Linked DNA regions of Cricetulus griseus: region 2 is linked to region 1. A link is a contact called in public Micro-C data. All regions are on one chromosome and are shown on one strand. Each heading gives the region's core, a stretch centred on a gene start, on an enhancer-like site or on the middle of the called end of the contact. The rest is flanking DNA. Distances are from core to core; before and after follow the strand shown. Region 1 has its middle 22 kb from the start of Fbxo47. Region 2 holds the start of Plxdc1 (plexin domain-containing protein 1).

Region 1 (4,701 bases), core at 1,442-3,941:
TATGATAGCTCAGCCACCTGCCTTGTGTCAGAACCTGGGTTTCATCCCCAGAACTGCGATAGTAGAGTAAAAACATGTAGACCACGGGAATACTTCATAGTGAACGTACTCAGTCCTTATATTTGAGAAGCTGTGGAAGGCAAGCTACAGAGCATTGCTGCGTGTATTTCATTTCATCTTCATTACGGGCACATTGTTTCTACTAAAACGCAAGCAAGTAAAGAGGATCACCTGAGATCACACAGCTTATCAAAGAATCAATTAAGAGAAGCCCTTAGGCTAGAGAGATATGGTTCCTCTGGTAGAGTGCTGGTCTAGCAAGCATGAAGCCCTGGGTTCGAACCCCAGCGCTGCATGACCTGGGCATGGTGGCTCAAAATCCCAACACTTGAGAGATAGAGGCAAGAGGATTAGAAATTCAAGGTTATCCTTAGCTACATAATGAGTTAGAGCCTAGCCTGAGCTACGTAAGACCTGTCTGAAAAAGAGAGAGTCTAGTTAGGTACTGAAGACTCAAAGAGAGCAGGAAGTGGGCTCTTGCCCTCACAGGCTCACAGCCATTATCAGTAGCCTGAACTCCACCCTACTAACAAATATGCTCCAAGACAGAGTTGCTCAGAGATATACCCAAGTTCAGCCAGAGAAAGGGAGAGGATGTAAGAGCAGGAGTCCAAGAGGAGATGACGTTTGCCCTGAGTCTGAAAAGACCAAAAGGAAAAAGTTGGCTGACAAGTGAGTACCATTCCCAACAAATAGAACTCGTACGCACAAGCCTGAGACTCTGAGAACTATGACCAGCCCGCTGTTCCTGAACACAGGGAAGGTGTGGCTAGGTACAGGAGAGCAGTGTGCCAAGACAGGAGTGGAGGAAAATGGCACCCTGTGCTGCAGAATAATAAAGTTTTCCCCTGATCAAGGGGAAAGTATCAGATTTGCATTCTAGGGTAGCAGCCTTGCAGGTCTCCTGGGGGCAACATGGAGGATGGATGAGAGGAGAATTACAGGAAGTCGAGGAGCCAGTGACAGTACAGTAGCCTAGGCAAGAAAGGGTGGACTGAGGCAATGGCATTTGTAATAAATAGAGAGTGGATTTATATGTATGTGTACACATTCATATATGTTTATGTGCGCACACAGTAAGTATGTGTGTGTACACATATACACAGTGTGGTGTTTTGAATGAGATGTCCCCATTGTTTCTTAGGCATTTGAATTACTTGGATCCCAATTGATGGCATTATTTGGGTAGGTTTAGAAGGTGTCGCCTTGCTGCAGGAAGGATGTCACAGGGGCAGGAGGAGGAAGAGGATTAAGGTTTCAAATCCTTGTGCCATTCCCATTTCACTCTGCTTCCTGTTTGGGGCTCAAGATGTGAGCCCTCAGCTTCCTGGCTTAGTCACGGGGTTCCCACTCTTAGCCTCCAGAACTGCAAGCCTAAACCCTTGCCTTGGCTATGGTGTTTTAACACAGCAAAAGAAAAGTAACTAATGAGCACAGATACTCACCTATATAAACACACATATATGTGTACATATATATGAGAAGTATATATGTGTACATATATGTGCATATGTGTGCACATATATACGTATATATGTATATGCGTGTACATGCATACATACATGACGAAAGTATTGATAGCCTCAGAGGCATCTAAGCTGATACGGATGGCAGTTTACTCCTGTCAGCTCAGCACTTTTGAGCTGAAGCAAACGGATTACACTAGTTCAAGGCTAGAACAGACTGCAGAATGAGATCCTGTTTCAAAACAGACAGACTGACAGACAGCATGATTCCCATGTCTGGCTTGAACAGAAACAGAATGGGGAAGTGGATACTACAGGATGGGGAGTTGGGGATGCTTTTGGTTGAGAAGCCTGCGGATGTGAGGGTCTGGAACCCCCCGGGGGGGGGGGCGGAGCTGCCCGAGCTGGTGACTGGAGTGAAGGGTGAGGGCAGGGTGAAGACAGCAAAGCCCCGCCCTCTTCTGAGCAGTGGTGGCAGTTCTGGAGTGGGTGGAAGAGCAGAGATGTGAGAAGGGGAAGCTGACAGGTGGGAGAGGGAAAAAAGAAAAGGAAGTCCTCCATCAACCACACAGAGACTCAGAGTCTCATGAAAAGGTGCTACCGAGACGAGGGGAGCCGGCGCTCTCTTGCTTCCTGTGGGAAGAACAGTTTTCCTAGGAAATGGGAGAAAGGAGGCCATTTATGGGTAAGAATGGAGGAAGAATAATGGAGTCTCTCTCCCCTCCCCTCCCCTCCCCTCCCTCTCCTCCCCTCTCTTCCCCTCCCTTGTCTCCTCTCTGCCCTGTTTGCTTGACTCAGTCTGCAATAGGCAGTGAATTCACAGAAAATAAAGCTTGGTGTTTAACAAAGGCTTTGAGTCAGACGTTCCAAATGTTTCCATTGTGTACTTCAAAACTAGACAGGCTACAAATGGAGATCATCCAATATGATCACGCTGTCCTTAAAAACGTCCCTTTGATAATCATTAAACTGTTCTGTTTACCAGAAATGTTCACAAGGAAAATAAACAACAGGGCCATTTAGGAGAATTTCAAAATTGAAGTTCAAACCGTAAGAGAAAACAAGAACAGAAAGAAAAAAAAAATTAACTGAGTGAACATTGCAGACCTCAGCTGCCCTTGAGGGTTTTTCTCTAGCTGACGTTACATAATTCTTCATCAGATATCAGTGTCAGATGCTAAAATTCACAGTGTATGTGTCATACTTAAGGGACAGAATATTGAAGGAAAAAAAAAAAAAAAGAATACAGCCAGGTGATGGTTATAAGGATCAGGCGTTCTGCTGGCCTGCCCCTGTCACCTGGCAGGATGCACTCAGGCAGTGCCCTGGTGAGCCCAGGGTTCCATGCCTACTAGTCTGCACGCAGATGCAAAGGACCCCTTTAAAAGACAGACCCCTGCCCACTTATATTCTCTTTCCCCCTCTCTTTCCCGCTGTTCCCCGGGGGCAGACAGGACTTCTGTCTCCCTCTTCTCTTCTGTCCTCCCTGTGTCTCTTTTCTCTCCCCTCCTCCCACTTTCTAATAAAATTTCTCACTAAGTTCTGTCTGCCTGGCATGTTTGTCACCTCTGTCACCCTTGCCAGCCATATAATCCGCCAAGATTCCCCTCTAGCTTTATCATAACAATGGTGGCGCACACCTTTACTCCCAGCACTCGGGAGGCAGAGGCAGGAGGATCTCTGTGAGTTCCAGGAGGACCAGAGCTACACAGGGAAACCCAGTCTTTAAAAAAAAGTGTGTGTGTGTGTGGGGGGGGGGCTGGCTCAGAGGTTAAGAGCACTGACTGTTCTTCCAGAGGTCCTGAGTTCAATTCCCAGCAACCACATGGTGGCTCACAGGCATCTGTAATGAGATCTGGTGCCCTCTTCTGGTGTGCAGATAGACATGGAAGCAGAATGTTGTATACATAAAAAATAAATAAAATCTTTTTAAAAAGTGGGGGATGGGCGGGTGTTGATGTTGGTGGTACACGTCTTTAACCACAGCTCTCAGGAGGCAGAGGCACGTGGATCTCTGTGAGTTCAAGACCAGCCTGGTCTACAGAGTGAGTTCCAGAACAAGCTCCAAAACAATACAGGGAAACCCTGTCTCGAACAAACAAAACAAAACAAAAAACCCCATTTTTTTTTTATTAAAAAAAAATACTACAAAGGGACTGGAGAGAAGGCTCAGCAGTTAAGAGCACTGACTGCTTTTCCAGAGGACTCAGGTTCAGTTCCCAGACCCCACATGCTGCTCATTCCTGTCTGTAACTCCTGTTCCAGAGGATCTGACACCCTCACACAGACATACATGCAGGCAAAACACCAATGCACATTAAAACAAACCAACCAACCAACCTATGAATACTAAAATTAACAGAGGATTATGGAATGTTTACATACACCAAGACTCACGTTTGTAAAAATGCCACTTCTCTCAATTAATGCTATCTCAGTAAAAGAAAAAAAATTGTAAAGAATTTGAGTAGCTTATTCAAAAACATAATAGATATAATGGCCAAGACCAAAAATAAATAAATAAAATTTTTAAAAAGGCTTCCCTTCCAGATCCAGCCTTTTCAGAGACTACAGGGCTTAAAGCAGTGTGACACTGGAACAAGGACAGAAAAACAGAGCAATTACATACAGTGCTCCAAGCCCACTTGAGGAATTTTGCAGATGAGCTGGGCAGATAGGGCACAGGAAAATAAAACTGGTACCCTGCTTTTCACCATCCTGTTCCAAGAGACTCAAAGGTGAAAGGAATAACTAGAAGGATTTTAAAGATTCGCTTTTATTTATAGGTATGTGTGTGTGTCCATGTGTGGTGTGTATGTCATCTGTGTGGGGGGGGTCCATGTGTGGTGTGTATGCCACCTGTGTGTGGGGGTCCATGTGTGGTATGTATGTCACCTGTATGTGGGGGTCCATGTGTGGTATGTATGTCACCTGTATGTGGGCATCCAATGAGACCAGAAGAAGGTGTTGGATCTCCTGAAGTTACAGGTGGTTGTGAGCACCAGGAACCAAGCCTGGGTCCTCTGGAAGAGAAGTGTGCACTGGGACCCCTGAGCCATCGCCCCAGCCTGTAAGGATTTTAGAATAGAATACTTTCATGACCTTGGAGGAAAGGAGGATTTCTTAAACCTAAGGCAGAAAATTACCAACCCGCTGGTTGTCTCAATCAGGGGCA
Region 2 (5,284 bases), core at 2,442-4,941, 76 kb before region 1:
CACAACTGAGCATAGAAGCTAAAGTTGCTGGTTCAAGGACTGAGCTCACTCCCTGTGAGACCTTGAGCAAGCTGCTTCACTTCTAATAAGGAGGGTTGTTAGATTCTACCTCACAATGGGAATGGCAGCTCTTACATGTGATCTTGAAAGCTGAGACTGATTGCCGTGAGGTTGAAGCCAGCCTGGGCTCCATAAAGAGTTCCAGGCCAGCCTGGGCTACAGAGTAAGAGTTTGTTTTGGAAAAACAAACAACAACAAAACAATGTCTGAGGTTATTGTTACCATCCTGTGTGCAGTAGAGAGATTTCCCATGAGCTGTAACACCATTTGATGGGTTTGCTAATGTTGGATTGGGTCTCCACCTCCGTCCCACCAGGCCATGGGCCTCTCTTGCTAGGATAGTTGGGCAGGGATCCCAGAGGACTCTTGAGGCTGTGGGAGGGTTGCTGGCTGGCTGACTGGGCTCTTCTGCCCACAGGCACTTCAAGATGCCTCAGTCCTGATCTTTGCCAACAAGCAGGATGTGAAAGACTCCATGACCACAGCAGATATCTCCAAATTCCTCACACTCACTGCCATCAAAGACCACCCCTGGCATATCCAGGGCTACTGTGCTCTCACTGGAGAAGGGTCAGCTCCCACCTCTCCCCTACCCAGCCCAGCCAATGGGCTGAAGGTTACAGGAACCCCTTTCCTGTCTCTTTCCAGTCAGAATCTGCCCACAGTTGGCTCTGGGCCCAGTAAGATGGACAAAGGGCCATAACTAAGGTCTTATGAGCCTGCAGAGCCTCTGTGCTCCAAGGGTTAAAACTCCCCCAGACAACAGGGGTCTTAGGGACTGAGAAACTCTTTGGAGAAAGTGCAATGGATAAAGTGGCAGAAAGACAAGGGTTACTCTGATTTTCTCTCCATGGTCGGGTAGCTGAGATCCTCCCAGTGAGGAGGAAGAAGCTGTGGAAAGACTTTGGGTGATGGGCCTTCAAGGCAGAAGTCGCTGTTTCTCTGAGTTTCTTACTTGTAAAAGGAGGGGATTGTACTTCCATCTCCCCCCAGTTCTCCAGAGAGTGACTGGCATGATTTCTTCATTAGGTGTTTTTGAATACCTACTTTGTGCCAAGTACTGTTCTGGGAATTGGGAAAAATGGTGGTGAACAAACCAGACAAAAATTCCTGCCTCGGGGCTGGCAGTCCAGCCCCACATGTCTGAAACCCTGAACTATTGCACACCTCAAGCCCCGCCCCCAAAAAAAAGACACAAAGTGATACACAGGAGGGTGGAGAAAGGAAAGAAAGCTTGGGAATAGTTGGGGGGAAACTGTGTATGTCCACATGCGTACATGCCCATTGTGTGGATTATTAGGGATTTTAGTGCTTGGATCAGATACCTCAGAGTGTGAAGGGCTGCATTTCTCCAAAAGGGCCTTCTATGGGATCTGGAAATTTTCTTTCATCTCCCCTGTCTGGATACTTTTTTTGAAGACAAGAAAACATTAAATAAAAGAGTCTGAAGGACCACAGATTTCTGGAAATATGTTTGTCATCATTAGGGACTCTGGTCTTCTTCATTCTATAGTACAATTCAGTGTACTCCCTGGGCTAAGCTGGATGATGACACACATGGCCAAGTTTCCACTTTTGCTCTGGAGGTGTTTTTTTCCTCATGAGGAGCTTGTCTCCTCCCAAGCCTTTGAGGTCACCCTGCTACTACTCCTAGTAACAAAAACGGGACAGAGAAGGCTTGTCCGGAGACACAGCGCAGGAGCCCAGGAAGGTGAGTCTCCGTTCCTCTCTGCTAGATTGCTTCTCCCCAGGAGCTCCAGCCCCCAGCACAGTGGGTGCTGATGCATTCTGGAACTCAACTCACTGCCCTTCTACCATTAAGTAATTGAATATAACCTTGGCTACCCTCTCCGTCTGTCCCAGGCAGAGGCTTGGAGCTTTCCAGCCATCATCTTATGGGAAATGCTCATGGTCCATTGTCCCATTCCTCCCTCCCTGCAGGTTGCCAGCTGGGCTTCGGTGGATGCAATCTCAGGCCACCAACTGATGTTCCAGCCTGAGGCCAACCAGAAATCACATGGTTAGCACCGGTGAGAAACCCCAGCCATTTGTTGGTGGAAACAGGGTGGCTATGGACAGAGAGACTGCCACTGTCCTCTCAGTTGTCACTGAGGGGCTGAATCAAAGACTTCAAGTTGGTGCAGACAGGGCCCCAGATGAAACTGTCCCTCACTCCATCCCTGCAGGTGTGAGGAGACACAGGGAAACTGCTGGATGTATTGGGGCACCTCTTCCAGCCTTCATGTTCTGTCTGCCCGGAGAGCAAGAGATCTTTGACAGTGTGCCATGTCCATTGGATAAAGGAGATCCCGATCAAGGAGGCAACAGTAACTGGCCAAAAGTTGGGGGTTGGGGTGGGACGGAGAGGTAGAGAGTTGGAGAACAGAACATTCCAAACATCACACCGCCAGAGGTGATGCCCTCCCATCCCCCTTGTTTTTTTGCTCCCTCTTGGATGCTGACTCTGACCACAGCTTTTGGGGTCTAGGTTACCACGTGGAATCTCCTTCCTTCTTAGTGTCCTTCCGGTGTGAGTCCTACTCTTCTCAAATGTCAAAGGTTCTATAGGACCTACTTATTTCCTCTTTGTGTCATGATTTAAAAAAAAATCGCATTAAGATTTAAAAAGTAGCCGGGCGTTGGTGGTGCAGGCCTTTAATCCCAGCACTTGGGAGGCAGAGGTAGGTGGATCTCTGTGAGTTCAGGCCAGCCTGGTCTCCAGAGCGAATGCCAGGATAGGCTCCAAAGCTACACAGAGAAACCCTGTCTCGAAAAACAAACAAACAAACAAACAAACAAACAAAAAAGTATAGGTATATAGTAAGTACCACTGAAACGTCTTGCCTCTTATTTCTGTCTCTTCCTAAAACTGTCTTTTGTCACCTTGGAAACGGGGTGGGGAAGCGGGGACTGCCTCAATGCTCCATTTGGCTAGAGAAGTTGGCTAGGGTTGGCCAGGTTGAAGAGCTTTGGTACCAGCTAACCAGAACCGGGGCTCTTGGCTCTAGATCTAGCGGTGATAAGAGGCTTGTAGTGATCCACAGAGAAGGGGACCCCAGAGGGAGAAAAAGCCCCAGTGTCCTCTAGAGGTGATGCTAAAGATGGATTGGAGGCCCGTGCTGCCCGTCTACATTCAGAGACCTAAACAGGATAGCATCTCCCCTTTCCAATCAGGCAGTGGACCTGTAGGGGAACCTGGGCAGAGAAACAGAGGACCCAGTATCTTTAATTTTATAGCTTCCCTGAGATGTAATTATGAAGGAAAAGCTTGTGAATTCTAGACATTTCGGTCATACTTTATATTTCCATTAGGTTATTTTTGACATAACAAAAAATGTAAAAATATCAGCACTATAGAAATCTATTCCATTGAAATTCATTCTGATGAGCCCTGTCAGCGTGGCGGGGGTATAGCTCAGTGGTAGAGCATTTGACTGCAGATCAAGAGGTCCCCGGTTCAAATCCGGGTGCCCCCTCGCGGCTCCTAGCCGTGCCTACTCTTTTGCTCACCTAGCCGACCGTCGGGTAGCTTGAGACCTTAGAAAGGAGGGGCTCCCCGAGGCCACCTTATTTTGCTGACGTGTGCTGTCCTGCTGTTGCTGCAGTCCAGTGTACGTCCTTAGCCGGAATATGGCCGGAGCCGAGCCTCTCGGCCAACCGATCCCTCGAGGCAACCGCTCGCTCGTGAACCGCAGGGCGAGCGGGGTGGGTGGGTGGATGCACTCAGGTGCGGGTGAGTGGCTGTCCCTTAGCGAGAGCTGAGTGTCTAGGGTCGGCGCTGAGGCTGGGGGCAAAAGGTCGGGAGAAGCCGCGAGAACGTGTAGGAGGGAGGGAGAGCGCGGAGGAGCAGCGGCGGAGCTGCAGAGTGGGAGCCCGCCCCGGGGCGCGCCCGGGCCGCCAAGGGTTGATCGCCTCCGTCGTTCTGGCCACGTTTACGTGTTCTGTCAAAAGGACTCTCAGGGCGTCAGGAAACACTTTTTGTTTCCAAACGAGCAATCGAAATGTCAGTTCCTTACATTTCTTGAAAAGTTCGAAGCTAAATCAGCTCCTTCATAGACACGCTAGTGCGCCTGCGTCAGAATCACACTTAACCGTTACTGGCGCCCAGCTACCAGCAGAGGGGGTATAGCTCAGTGGTAGAGCATTTGACTGCAGATCAAGAGGTCCCCGGTTCAAATCCGGGTGCCCCCTATTTTTTTTCTAGACGCATTATTTTTGTTTACATGGCTTTCTTATCGTGTTCCGTGTTTTTACGGGTAAGCATTTCCTTGGCCAACTTCTAGAGAGTCGGGAAGTGACTACGGCGGCAAGGATCTGGGGATTTCTAGAGCTGCGCCTCTCATGCTGGAAATGAAGATTCCCGTTCTCATCTCTGACCCAGTGAAATGGCCTGGGGTGGGGCTAGAAATGTGTTTTCTGAGGGCAGCCCCGGGTAAACGCCCGAGTTCTGGAGGCTTGCGTTTAGAAACTTACAAGCATCGTTTGCCTCTGACTCTCCCGAGTTGCTGCTTTTGTCTGTACCCTAATAAAAGGCCTCACAAAAACGCGGGCACCCGGGCTGGCGGTGCACGAAGCCGAGGCTGGCTCTCCACGGCGCCTGCGCGGACCGGCCGAGCCCGGAGAGCCGCCCAAAGCAAACGCGGAGCTTCCTCGCTCGTCCACTGGGCGGCGATAGGAGGACGCGGTTAGCGAAGAGCCGATTCGAATCCTCCCTCTGCCCCTCCCGCGGTGAAGGCCGAATTCGGCTTAGGCATCAGGAATTCAGTGCCTCTCTTGGTGGGCTCGCGCCGGCAGAAACAGGTAGGGTTCTCGTGAGTTCGAGGCCACCCTCGTCTAAAATGGACCTGCCTGTCTGGAAAACAAACAAACAAACAAAAACTACCAACAAAAAACTTCTGTTGCGCGGCTTTCCCTGGCCCATAGTATTCCTTAAAGGGTTGAGGTCTGGGGGAGGCGATCTGTGTGCTCTTCGGCCCGGAGGAGAGTGGAAGAATTAGGGTCCTGAGAGATGAGAGAGAACTTAGTTTCCATTTCCTTCCTCGCAGTGTCGGGCCACCCACCTGCTCAAGGCCACAGCCGACTTCTCCGGGCCCCACGAAGCCGCCTGCGCACCCGTTCTCCCCGCGCTCCTCGGGTCTCCAGCTCGGAGCGAGCCGGGGCCCGCAGCCCGCCCCACTCTCCGGGCCCCAGTTCTTCGTCCTCACACGAAGTAGGACACGGGCAC

What was found. A called contact is a pair of places that touch in the nucleus more often than the background predicts.
Region 2: a contact with region 1 is called in a Micro-C map of the CHO-K1 cell line, with 2.8 times the contacts expected there. The contact joins the promoter of Plxdc1 here to the enhancer-like site in region 1. A contact is called at or near these places in 6 of 8 Hi-C or Micro-C datasets (the CHK-Q cell line, the CHL-YN cell line, the CHO-K1 cell line and 2 more).

Annotation. Positions count from the first base shown.
Region 1 is chr7:111,040,806-111,045,506 of CriGri-PICRH-1.0, reverse strand. No RefSeq gene overlaps it. Among named protein-coding and RNA genes, the nearest start is that of Fbxo47, 22 kb to the right of the region's middle. Within about 2 kb of position 2,691, at least 1 of the 6 cell types and tissues checked has open chromatin away from gene starts, as enhancers often do. A contact at or near this core is called in the CHO-K1 cell line, where this site is marked.
Region 2 is chr7:111,117,143-111,122,426 of CriGri-PICRH-1.0, reverse strand. It overlaps Plxdc1 (plexin domain-containing protein 1), which reads left to right and starts at 3,691. Exons shown (of 17, transcript XM_035448150.1): 1 at 3,691-3,769; 2 at 3,813-4,023; 3 at 4,344-4,455; 4 at 4,593-4,860. The coding sequence starts at 3,691. Trnac-gca (a tRNA gene) reads left to right here and starts at 4,180; the gene lies at 4,180-4,251. It overlaps Trnac-gca (a tRNA gene), which reads left to right and starts at 3,465; the gene lies at 3,465-3,536. It overlaps Arl5c (putative ADP-ribosylation factor-like protein 5C), which reads left to right. Exons shown (of 6, transcript XM_027424080.2): 5 at 479-630; 6 at 2,002-2,047. The coding sequence ends at 2,047.